Regions from separate parts of the Hordeum vulgare genome. Here region 2 is linked to region 1. The links are chromatin contacts, called in public Hi-C maps. All regions are on one chromosome and are shown on one strand. Each heading gives the region's core, a stretch centred on a gene start, on an enhancer-like site or on the middle of the called end of the contact. The rest is flanking DNA. Distances are from core to core; before and after follow the strand shown. Region 1 has its middle 6.0 kb from the start of TRNAA-UGC. Region 2 has its middle 51 kb from the start of LOC123403895.

The links. Hi-C and Micro-C count contacts between places; a contact is called where the count stands out from the background.
Region 2: a Hi-C map of leaf shows a contact between it and region 1, with 6 times the contacts expected there. The contact joins two enhancer-like sites. A contact is called at or near these places in 4 of 6 Hi-C or Micro-C datasets (leaf and seedling).

The regions. Positions count from the first base shown.
Region 1 is chr6H:388,204,854-388,210,681 of MorexV3_pseudomolecules_assembly, reverse strand. No RefSeq gene overlaps it. Among protein-coding and RNA genes, the nearest start is that of TRNAA-UGC, 6.0 kb to the right of the region's middle. Within about 2 kb of position 2,706, at least 2 of the 3 cell types and tissues checked have open chromatin away from gene starts, as enhancers often do. A contact at or near this core is called in leaf, where this site is marked.
Region 2 is chr6H:388,272,703-388,278,530 of MorexV3_pseudomolecules_assembly, reverse strand. No RefSeq gene overlaps it. Among protein-coding and RNA genes, the nearest start is that of LOC123403895, 51 kb to the right of the region's middle. Within about 2 kb of position 3,515, at least 3 of the 3 cell types and tissues checked have open chromatin away from gene starts, as enhancers often do. A contact at or near this core is called in leaf, where this site is marked.

The DNA.
Region 1 (5,828 bases), core at 1,457-3,956:
GGAGTAACAATTATTGGACAGAAAAAATTAGTCCATCGTCAACATTTTTTTCCTGTAGAAATCATTTATTTAGCGGTTGATCTCATTATATTTTTCAACAAAATTAATTTCTGGCACAAACCTTCCTGATGTTTCCGGCCGTTTTATTTTCTTGTTTTAGGAAACTACAAAAATGTTCCTCAATCGGGTTTTATCATGTTATTTTCCTTTTTTTATTTTTCCCTGTTCTTTTTTTGTTTATCTTTCTTTACGTTTTTCCTTATTATGTTTCTTTTTTCCTTTTTGTTCCTTTTTAATTTTCTCTCATTTTCATATTCTTTTTCCATTTCCCCCACTTTTTCTTTATGTTTATATTTATTTTCCTTTTGCGTTTTCTATCTTTTCCATTCCTTTTTTTAAAAGTAAAGCAAAGTGCTCCTCGCCTAGAATTTCAAAAAGATGTTCTCTTCTACAAAATTTGTTCACATTTTTCAAAAAATGTTCAGGAATTTAAAAAATAATCTCATATCCAAAGTTTTGTTTAAGAATTTCAAAAAATGTCCGTTTTTAAGAAAATGCTATCATTTTAAAAAAAGTCACAATTTAAAATTTTTATTCAAGAATTCAAAAAAGGCCCTGTTCTTTTAAAATTTGTTCACAATTTTATTTCATAGTTTAAAAAAAAATTCACAATTCAGAAAATGTTCACTTTTTCAAAATTTGGTCAAAATAAAATATGCTGGCAGTTCCAATCTTCTGTTCGGAATTTGATGACAAGTTCCATTTTCAATTTATGTTAATAAATTTTAAAAATGTCCGTAGTTATAATTTTGTTCGGGATTTCATGAAATGTTCCGTTTTCAAATATTTGCTCGAAAATTCTAGAACTGTTTGTGGTTTCAAAAAAATTCAAAAATATTTGTTGAAAATGTGTTTAGAAATTCAAAAAATGGTTGCACATTTTCGAAATAAACTCTTTCAAAATAAGTACACTTTTTTCCAAATCACCTTCACAAACTTTGTTCTTGTTTTTCAATATGTTCACAAAGTTTACAAAATCTGCTTTAAGTTTCAAATTTTGTTCACAATTCCTAAAAACTGTTTTTGCATTTTTCTAAATGTGTTCAATTTTCAAAAATCTGTATGCCACACTACACATACGGAAAATAACATTCAACGGGAGATATACCGCAATAGTAATTTCTTAAATACTGTAACGATGCGTTATTGTTCACATGTAGCGACTTGCTCTGTTGGCTAGCAACACTTGTGGTAGAAATTGACATCACGGGTCCGATTCCTCCCTGCTTGACTTCTATTTTTGCGATGTTTACTGACGTAGACACACCTCGCGCTGCCTATCAATGGGTCAGCCCGGCCGCACACCTTTTGTGGGTCGCGCTGGTTATTCGCTCGAAAATGCGGCACATAGAAAGTCCCATGATCCATATTGGGCTTTCAAAGTAAAAGCGCAGGCTCAACTAAATATGGCCTACAAAATAGAGGGGCCGAATATGATCCACACTGGGATTTGAAAGTAAGTCTCAAATAAAAGAGGAGATTATGCCTCAGAGGAAATTGGGTGCAAAAAAAGAAAAAATGAGAAACTATCTAAAGAGCGCTTCTTCGGGAGCCTGTGAAGGATCACTCTCAGGAGTTGCCACTTGGTGCGTTTTGAGTCGTTATTTTGTGTCACGCTCTGAGTGTACCCTTTAGTTTTTTTAATTTTTTTTTGCACATGTCTTCTGTTTTTTAGTTGTTTTTTTCTTGTTTTTTTCCGTGTTTCGATTTTCCACAAGCCTTCTTTAGATTTTGGTAAAAATAATCAACAATATTTTTGCTCAAAAAACACGTTCTTTTTTTCTTCCTCGTGCGGCACAATGCTTCTTGGAAATGGAAAAAAGAAATATCTTTTTTCCTTCCTCAACCACACGATTTTGCTTCTGTGAGAGGTACACATGTTTATTTCGAAAACAATTTTTTTGAATTCCTCGGGGGATATGGTTATGCTTTCGCAAGAGGCACGGTTATGCTTCAGAAACGACAAAAACTCATTTTTTTTTCTGTGAAAGGCACGGTTTTTTCATGAAAGAAATAGTTCGTAAAAATTTATCGACATGTGGTCTAGTTTTAAACGTCTCGATGCAAGAAGTCCAACGTTGAAAATGGTTTATGATTTGAACGCATTTTTTAAGAGATAAAACATTTCGAAATAATGGATTCACGAAAAAGGAAAAACTTCCAGGTTGCGTGAAGTGGCATAATGCAGTGCGCCACTTCTCGCATTCTGGGGAGGTGGAAGTGACCTTTAAATGAGGTACTCCTCAATTAATGATTTGAAAAAAGAAACTCACAGAAAATGACACAAGAATAAAGCAGCCGAATATGATCCACACTGGGCTTTCAAAGTAAAAGCGCAAGCCCAACGCAGTTGTGTTAGAAAAATAGAAGGGTCAAATATGATCCATACTGGGCTTTCAAAGTAAAAGCATATGCCCGACTTAAGATAGGCAAGAAAATATAGGGACCGAATATGATCCACACCGGGGAGATGAAAATGACACATGAATAAAGCGAACAAATATGGTCCACACTGGACTTTGAAAGTAAATGCATAGGCCCAACTACAGATAGGTTAGAAAAAATAGAGGAGCCGGACATAATCCACAGTGGGATTTCCATGTAAAAAAGCGCAGGCTCAACTAGAGATGGACTAGAAAATAGAGGGTCCGAATACAAGGACTTCCTATCTACCGCATTATGCGGCAGAATATCGCGGCCACGCACAGGGTAGTCCTCCGACTAGGCCGGCCAAAGAAGGAGCTCCGTACGGAGTAAAAAATAAAAAATGCTATGGGTTACTCAGATTTGATCTCACGATCATGCCAGAGTAGACACAGGTAGCTAGCCACTCCGGCCAAACAGAGTTCGTGGTGTATACGTGACCCTAATATTGTAGAATTACCTACACCTGCAGAATGGATTGATTTTCCTTTTATTTTTAGTTTCTTAAAATTCTTTAAAAAATTCTAGACGTTTTTGAAAAACACGAATTAATTTTGAAAATTTATGGTAAATTTTCGAATTTGTAACCAATTTTAAAAGCAGGAACAATTTGTGAAGCTGTGAACAAATTTTATGTAAAGGGTTATTCTCAAAAATAACAAGACCAGTTTCGATAAACAATAACATATTTTTAAAACATGTGAACAATTTTAGAATTTGAATTTTATTTCTTTAACAAATATTGAAACATCGAACGTATTTTTAAGTTCAAACAGTTTTGGGCAATCACAAACAAGTTTTGGAACAACTGGGAATAATTGGTGAAATTCATTAGACATTTCGGAAAACACAAACTTTTTTTACATTCGTGAACTAATCTTGAAAATGATACGTTTTATATAATTTCAAACAATTTTTGATAATCAAGAACAAGTTTTTATAAAAAAACGTGAACACTTCTTGAACGGAACATTTTTAAAATTTGTAAACAAAATGTGAAAACGGGAACATTCTTTAAATTTGTTAATAAATTTTGAAAACGGAATATTTATTAAGTGTGAACAGCTTATGAAGTTGTGATTTTTTTTGAATAAAGGGACATTTCTAAAAACTACACAACCTATTTTGATAAACACTGGAATGTTTTTAAACTATGTGAACAATTGTCGAATTTATGAACAAAATTTGAGAAAACAATCATTTTTAAAACTGTTGAACAAATAGTGAAAGATGGATTTAAAAAAAAATAATATTCTGAACAATTTTGGGCAATCAGCAATAAGTTTTAGAAAAATGGGAATAATTAGTGAATTTTGTTAAAAATTTCGGAAAAGACAAACTTTTTTGAGATTTATGAACTAATCTTGATAGTGGTACATTTTTTTAAGTTTCAAATATTTTTCGACAATCAATAACTAGTTTTTTTAAATTGTAGCATGTTTTGGAAAAAGATTTTTTTTTAATCAAGAACAAGTTTTGGAAAAAGAAACAATTTTTGATAATCAAGAACAAGTTTTTCTAAAAAACGTGAACACTTCTTGAACGGAACATTTTTTAAATTTGTGAACAAATTTTGAAAACAGGATTTTTTTTTAAATTTGTTAATAAATTTTGAAAACGGGAACATTTATTAAGTGTGAACAGTTTATGAAGTTGTGATTTTTTTTAATAAAGGGACATTTGTAAAAACTACACGACCTATTTTGATAAACACTGGAATGTTTTTAAACTATGTGAATAATTTTCGAATTTGTGATTTTTTTTGAGAAAATAATCATTTTAAAAATTGTTGAAAAAATCGTGAAAGATGGATTTTTTAAAAACAAATTCTGAACAATTTTGGTCAATCAGAAAAAAGTTTTGATTTTTTTTTTGAAAATTAGTGAATTTTGTTAAAAAGTTCGGAAAAGACAATTCTTTTGACATTTATGAACTAATCTTGATAGAGGTACATTTTTTTAAGTTTCAAACATTTTTCGACAATCATGAACAAGTTTTTTCAAATGGTAGCATGTTTTGGAAAAAGAAATTTTTTTGAGACATGAACATTATTTTGGAAAATCATTATTTTTATGGAAAGAAGTAACAAAATTGAATAGGGGAATATTTTCCGAAATTATGAACTTTTTTTGGAAAACGCAACTTTTTTTTACTTTCTTTCAAACGTGAACAATTTTTGGAACATTTTTATAAAATCTCAAGACTTTTTTCAATAGTCCCGGAAACATTTTCTGAATTTGCAAATATATAAACATGAACATTTTTAAAATTGGTGAACAAATTTCTTAAATGCTAGCATTTGTTGAATTTTTGACCAAATTTGGGTAATAGGATCATTTATTGAGGTTGTTAAATATTTTTGAATTTGTGAACGAAATTTTAAAATGCGTACATTGTCTTGGAATTTGAGACCAAATTTTAAATCATGACCATTTCTTCAGTGTGTGAACAAATTTTAAAAGTGTTAACATCTGTATTGAATTTATTGACAATTTTTTATTTTGTTAATCAAATTTAAAACGCAAAACATTTTCTTGTAATTCTGCAATTTGAATTAAATTTAGACAATTTTTCCAACAGAAGTGAACAAAATTATAAAATCTGATCTTTTTTCTAATTATTGAACATTTAAAAAAAAGAGCGAACAAAAATTGAATTTCTATTTTCTTAGAATTTCTTTAAGAAACCACTTTTTCGAATTTAAAATATTTTTTGTAAAATAAAAAAACGAAATGGTGAAAGAAAATACAAAGAACCATAAAAGATATAGAAATAGAAAAAAGAAATAAAGAGACACTAAAAGAAAAACAGGCGTGAGGAGCCTACTAGAAAGTTTCGAAAATAAAAAAAACGGTTGAAAACATCATATATACTACTATTAAACAATCCAACAAGTATTACACTACAGACACCCCACAAAACGCCCCACAAAAAAACAACCAATCAGCACCCCACGATTAATCCCACAGATCTTAATCTAACAGCCCTCGTTAATCCACCGTTTGCTGGGTGTACTTAGCAATTACAATTGGCTGAACATACTTCACCAAGGAAACTTCCAATCACGCAAGAAAAAAAAGAGGAGAAAATGCCCAGCAACCTCCCCTGTAATCCCGGGACCATCCAGCCACCAGCATCACGGGACCATCTGCCCACGCAACGCTCCCCGCCTGCCGCACCCCACTCGGCCACCGCGCCGCTCGCCCAACACGCTCGAGCGTCTCCGTTTCTTCTTCCTTCCTCAGATCCAGCGCCCCACCAAGCCGTCGTTCGAGGTTTCTCCGGCTTGCTCTCCTCGCCTCGCCTCTCCTCGGGCTCTCCCTCTCCCTCCCCGCATTCCCTTC
Region 2 (5,828 bases), core at 2,266-4,765, 67 kb before region 1:
GAATAAGATGTTTCTTAAAGGCACGCAGACAGACATATTAGCATAAGCCCCTCGTGGGCTGGCTAGCCTGTGATAATATACCCTTTGCAAAGGACACTCACATCTTTTTAAACGCTGATTAGTTGTGCACCACATATGCGCCACTCATGGCAACTTGGATTTTTTGTGGATTCATTTATTCAAATATTTTATCTCTTGAATTGTGTGTCCAAGTCGTAAACCATTTTCATCATTGAATTTCTTGCATCATGATCTTCGAAACTAAATATCTTTTTGATACGTAGTAACTTATTAAAAAACAGAAGAAGAAAGATCCAAATCTGTTTTCCCTTTCTCGAAAGTAAATCTATGTTTTTTATGGAAGCGCGCAAAACAATTGCGCAAAAAAAACACATCTATGAGTTTTGGCCTTTTTGAGAAGCACAAAAAAATGTGCAAACGAATTTATGCTTCTCATGGAAGCACACAAAAAAGAAACCGCAAACAAATTTTGATATTGTTTCCCTTGTGAAAGTAAATATGTGCCAACACAAGAAGCAAATATGTGCTTCTCATGGAAGCACACAAAAAAATCACGCTTTTCCCCCTTTCCGAGAAGCATATTTGTGGTTCTCGGGGAAGCAAATGTATGCCTCTATGAAAAGCGAATAGGTGATTCTGATGGAAGCACAATTTTTTCGCGCAAAAGAAGTCATAATTTTCTTTTCATTGCAGAAACCACACAAAAACCGAAAAGCCGAAAAAACCCATCTAAAACCCAAAAACCCATCGAAAAAACGAATTCAAAGGAAGTGCATGACATGTGATATGTGGCAGTGATTCGACACACGACTTACATGCTCTAAAAGTGACAAATAAAGGTCCCCCGCAAGGGGTAACCTTTAGCTAGTTGCTCTCGGCTTTGCTGGTGAGCCCTTGTCGTGTGCTGCTACATAAGTGTTTATTGAATTTGTCGGTGGTTAAGCTGGAACCTCCTTCTATTAGATGCCTATAGACGTCCAATGGTTGAGGACTCACAAGGGTTTAAAATCAAATAGGCCAAATACTGGTAGATGTATGGGTTGTTACTCGAGTATTATAGAACCTTTCTATAATTCATTTCAGCCCCTCTCAATTTCAATGGGTTGCCCCCCCCCCCCCCTAAACTAATCAAAATTAGCTGCCTTGTGCGCTCGTTGTGCAAATGGCCTTTATTTGATGTTTTTTCTTTGATTGTTCTACCGGTTTTCTTCTGGAAAAATTGGTTGTTAGATTTATCTTAGGATCGAAAATATTAAAGAACTTATTAAAAAAGTTTAATAAAGTATCATTTTTTCAAAATGCCCATTGTGCATAAAAAAAATGTTCACTCTATATTACAAAAAAATGTTGTAAAAAAATAATGCTCAATGTATAATATGGAAAAAGTTCAATGTGTATTTTATAAAAAATCACTATAAATTATAGAAAAACTCACGAGGCATTTAAAAATGTTCACAGTATAATAAATAATGTTCAATGTTTATTACTGAAAATCTCACTAAGAATTAAAAAATATTCATCATATATCAACATATGGAGAGCGTATATTAGCAAAAGTTAAACGCATATAAAGAATGTTAAATATCTAAATCAGAAATGTTCATAATATTTCAGGATAATGTTTTTTATAGTAAAAAATAAAAAAATAAAAAATGAGGAAAACCGAAGGAAAAAAACTGTATGATAAGATTATAACCCGAAAGAAATTTCAAAAGAAAGAAAGAAGAAAGAGAAAACACACATAAATCAGATTAAAATAAAAGGAACAATGAACTATCTCAACCAGAATAAAATCCCAAAAAGATAAAAAAATCAAACCAAAAATAAATTGGAAAGAAAGAAGAAAACAACTGTAAACCGAACAAACAGAAATACCAAATAAAACTGGAAAAGGTCAGGGAAACGCTTCAGGATAAAACGAAACATGAATTTGGATGCACGGTGACGAAGTGGGTGGACCCACCTCCATTAGTTGTGGTCGAAGCCACACCTATTTGACCCATGTAGGTATCAAATACTCCGTGTGCACCATAATATATAACGTTTTAGCATCTCAAATTGAACTGCTAAAACATCATGTATTATTGGTACGAAGGGTGTAGATCTGACCATTAAGCCAACTTCTTATACATATGGGTGTATTGAAGTAGAGTAATACTTGATCATATGGGCCCCAAAATTTGGGGTCCTTGTTCGGTTTGCCCCTCTCAATGTCCTTCATCAACAGGCTCACTTGCACGCCATCTGATCTCTGCAATATATAAAAGTATACGCGGGTTCATATGGAGCTGTGTGATCCTCTCCAACCAAAACTTGGTCTCCTGTTTTACACCTGTAGCATCGGCGGTTCCACGTAGATGACGTACAAGACCGTATCAGGTGCGAGGAATGCTCACTGAACCATGACGTCAAAGGGGGCGAGGGAGGAGGCGATTGACGTGCAATGGTAGACGCTAGACGGTTTAGTATGAGAAGATTGCCAAAATAAGAGGACATTGGTGAAGGTGACACAACATCATGTAAAGGCCGGACCGCCTCTTGAAGTTGAAACAAAGCCAAGCCTTGCGGCTTAGAGGGTAGCAACTCGGCATGTACAACAAAGTTGAAATATATGACCACATTAGTCTTGGTTATCGAGTCAGTCGTAGCAGAAACGATTAGAAATCACAAGAAATTGGGGAATGGTCTAATGTGTAGCCGGAGCTTGACGATGCTCGATACGAGGAGAGATGGTGGGAACATTGTTGGTAGTTGTAGTGCACTCGTTGTTTTCACACGCACCACAAGCTTGTTTTTGCAGTACAAATGGGACACGTACACATCACTAGACATAAAGGAGCGCACCTCGCTATAGCCACATTTTTCACTTATGAGTTAAGCTACTCTTGGGTTATTTACAATTGGTGGGGGAGGTGGAGTGCGGGGGTTGAACATTCTATGCATATCGTATTCTCTGTTTAAGGTGGAAAATACTAATCTGAATCCCACATGCGAAAAATTCATGTGACTTCACTTCATGTGCATTTTGGTGATTTTTCACTTTAGCAACGTGTGCATGTTATTTTTGGGTTTCTACCACATCACCATTTTTTCATTTTCTATTTTCATTTTTTTTCTTTAATAAATACATAAACATTTTTAAATGGATGGCCATTTTTTAAACACATAGAAAAATAAACAAACAAAATTTCATGAAATTCGAACAATATCCATAAATTCGAAATATATGAATGAATTAAAAATCAAAATATATAACAATTAAGGATAGCCAAAAGAAAACCAGATATATACAAAAGAGAAAAGAAACAGACAAAAGAATCTATGAAAATTCTGTCGAGAAAACAAAATCGGTGCAAATCGTGGGCGACCGATCTAGTCCACCCCATCGGCCCAGCTCTCTTTTTCTTCCACTGAAGACGTTCAATATAAGTGGTGGGCTGGTCTGTGATGAGTTTTTTTAGTGGGTGGTCCGTGACGGAGTTGTGTGGGACGAAAGCCGTGATGTAGAAACAGACCATCGGCCCACGCATCCGCTGCCCCACAGCCCATCAGCAAGGCAGCGGTATGAGCGCGTTTTTTTTTGAGTAATGCTACACCTACAAAGGCTTACGTAAAGATTTTATGTACAAACTGATGTGTAAGATTGTGATTGGTAATTAAGGGATGAGGGGTCCCATCCCCACTGAAAATCAGGGGGAAGAGAAGAGTTAGTTTGTGTGTTCGTTGTTGTTAAGAACATCTCCAACAGCCGCGCTTCGCGCCGCGCCTAAAAAACATTTTTGTCACGCGTCCATCGCCTGGTTTGACGTGTCGCGCAGCGCTGGCTCCAGCAGCAGCACTAAAGTGCAGCGCGCACGCCGCTCCAGCAGCGCACAAAAATGCAGCGTGCGCACAACATTTTCAATTACAAAATGGACAAAATAAAAGGATTGCATACAATAAAAAAGATACAAAGTTATTTTACATAGATTGCAACTAGATAGATAGTTCGAAAATATAGATAGATAGTTCGGTGCAAGTAGATAGATAGTTCGAAAACATAAAACTTTTATTAATCCCAGTCGCTTCAATCATCACCACCATCGTCATCGTCGTTGGTGTCGTCAGAGGTTGACAACCAGATGTCCAACCAACGGTTATTTTCTTCAGTGAAGAAGGACCTCCCGCCTGCTGCGACGATGTCGGCTTGCGCACTCGCCAATGCCTTCCGCCGACGCCTGTCCAACCGCTCCTCGCGGCGCCGGCGCGTGTCCTCCTCGCGGCGTCTTGCCCAATAATCCTGCTCGTAGGCGACGTCCTCCGGGTGACGCCGGCGCCACTTCGTCATGACCCGCTCGTCCTCCTCGGCGACGAGAAGGCGACGCTGCCGCGCAGTGTGCTCCGCACGGTCTTGTGCGGAGTTTAGACGAGGCGGGGGGGCGACGTCCAGCGCCTGCTGGAGCGTGTGGACGTCCTGAAAGTTCATTTGACGGCGCGGCCTGTCTAGGCGCCACGCCGTCGCGTCGAACGCGCGGGCGGCCTCGTGCGCCGTGTCGTACGTGCCGAGGCTGAGCCGGAGATCGCCGGAGCGTATCTCGGCGTAGAACCCGCCGTTGGGGCGTTGGCGGACGCCGCGGTAGCCCAACGCAGAACGGCGGCACGGCGGCATAGTGGCGCGTCGGGGGCGGTGGCGCTGGGGCGGTGACGACGCGCGAGGTAGAGGATGAGAGAGCGGTGGCGGCGCGCGAGGGAGCGGTGGAGAGCGCTGCGTTTTATAGGCGCGCGGGAAGCGGCGCGGCAAAACTGACGCGCGAGCTGCCGTCTTTTCACGCACGCGCACAAGCGGTTCCTGCGTGCGTTTTTCCCGCCGCCGCTGGAACGCGTCAAACTGTACCGCACGCGTAAAAATAGCCGTTTACCGCGCGCGCGTCTTTTTACGCCACTGTTGGAGATGCTCGGCACGCCACATACGACTGAATACTGCACCGGAGTGCGACCGTCCACTTGCCAGCCCCAGCAAATCTGGGGATTGCCTGAGCGTTGGCCATTAAACCTGTAGGGGATTTCTAGCTCTGTACGGTGTCTGATACATACATGAGCCAACGGGAGAGACGGCCAAACTAACCGATACACGAGCATTTGTCACGTTGGTGTGAACAGTCATATTCTCCTCGTCCTACAGCGGCTGACGGGACAAGAACCTGAACAAGGATATACTACTACAAATTAGAAAGTGAAGTGAGCTAAAACGGCCCACCGATTTCGTGCTGGGCCAAAATCTTCACCTGCTTGCTGGTAAGAAACTCAGAGACAAGACTGGTCCGAAGCTCTGAACGTGCCAAAAGGCACACCATTGGATTAGTCTGCAGGCTGCTTCTCACCAGTATTTATTGCGCTTTTTCAGTTATCCCTGTCACAAGCATTAATTTTAAACACTGTCATTTTCATCCCCTATACCTAAATCAGGGTCGTCGATCGTGGTTTATCTCGAATAGCTCACCGTAGCACAGTGCTGTAGTATCGTGTGCTCATACAGTACAGTACAATACAGTTGTGGGTGGCGACTTTTCCGCCCCACGGCCGCGATGAGTTCGAGGCAGCGAGGCCTACACTAGACAGGGTAGAGGCATGTTCGGACGTCTGGGAGCGGGTCGATCGAAGGACGAGCCAGATGTGGAACGGACTTTGGGAGGTGGAGCCATGGGTCTATCCTCCGGAACCCGGTTCCCAGTTCCCGGCACGTCTAGCCGTAGCCGGTAGCTGGTGCCCACCTGGGCCGCCGGTCATAAAAAGCGGGGTACTAATTTCGTGTTTTGACCTTTGTCTTA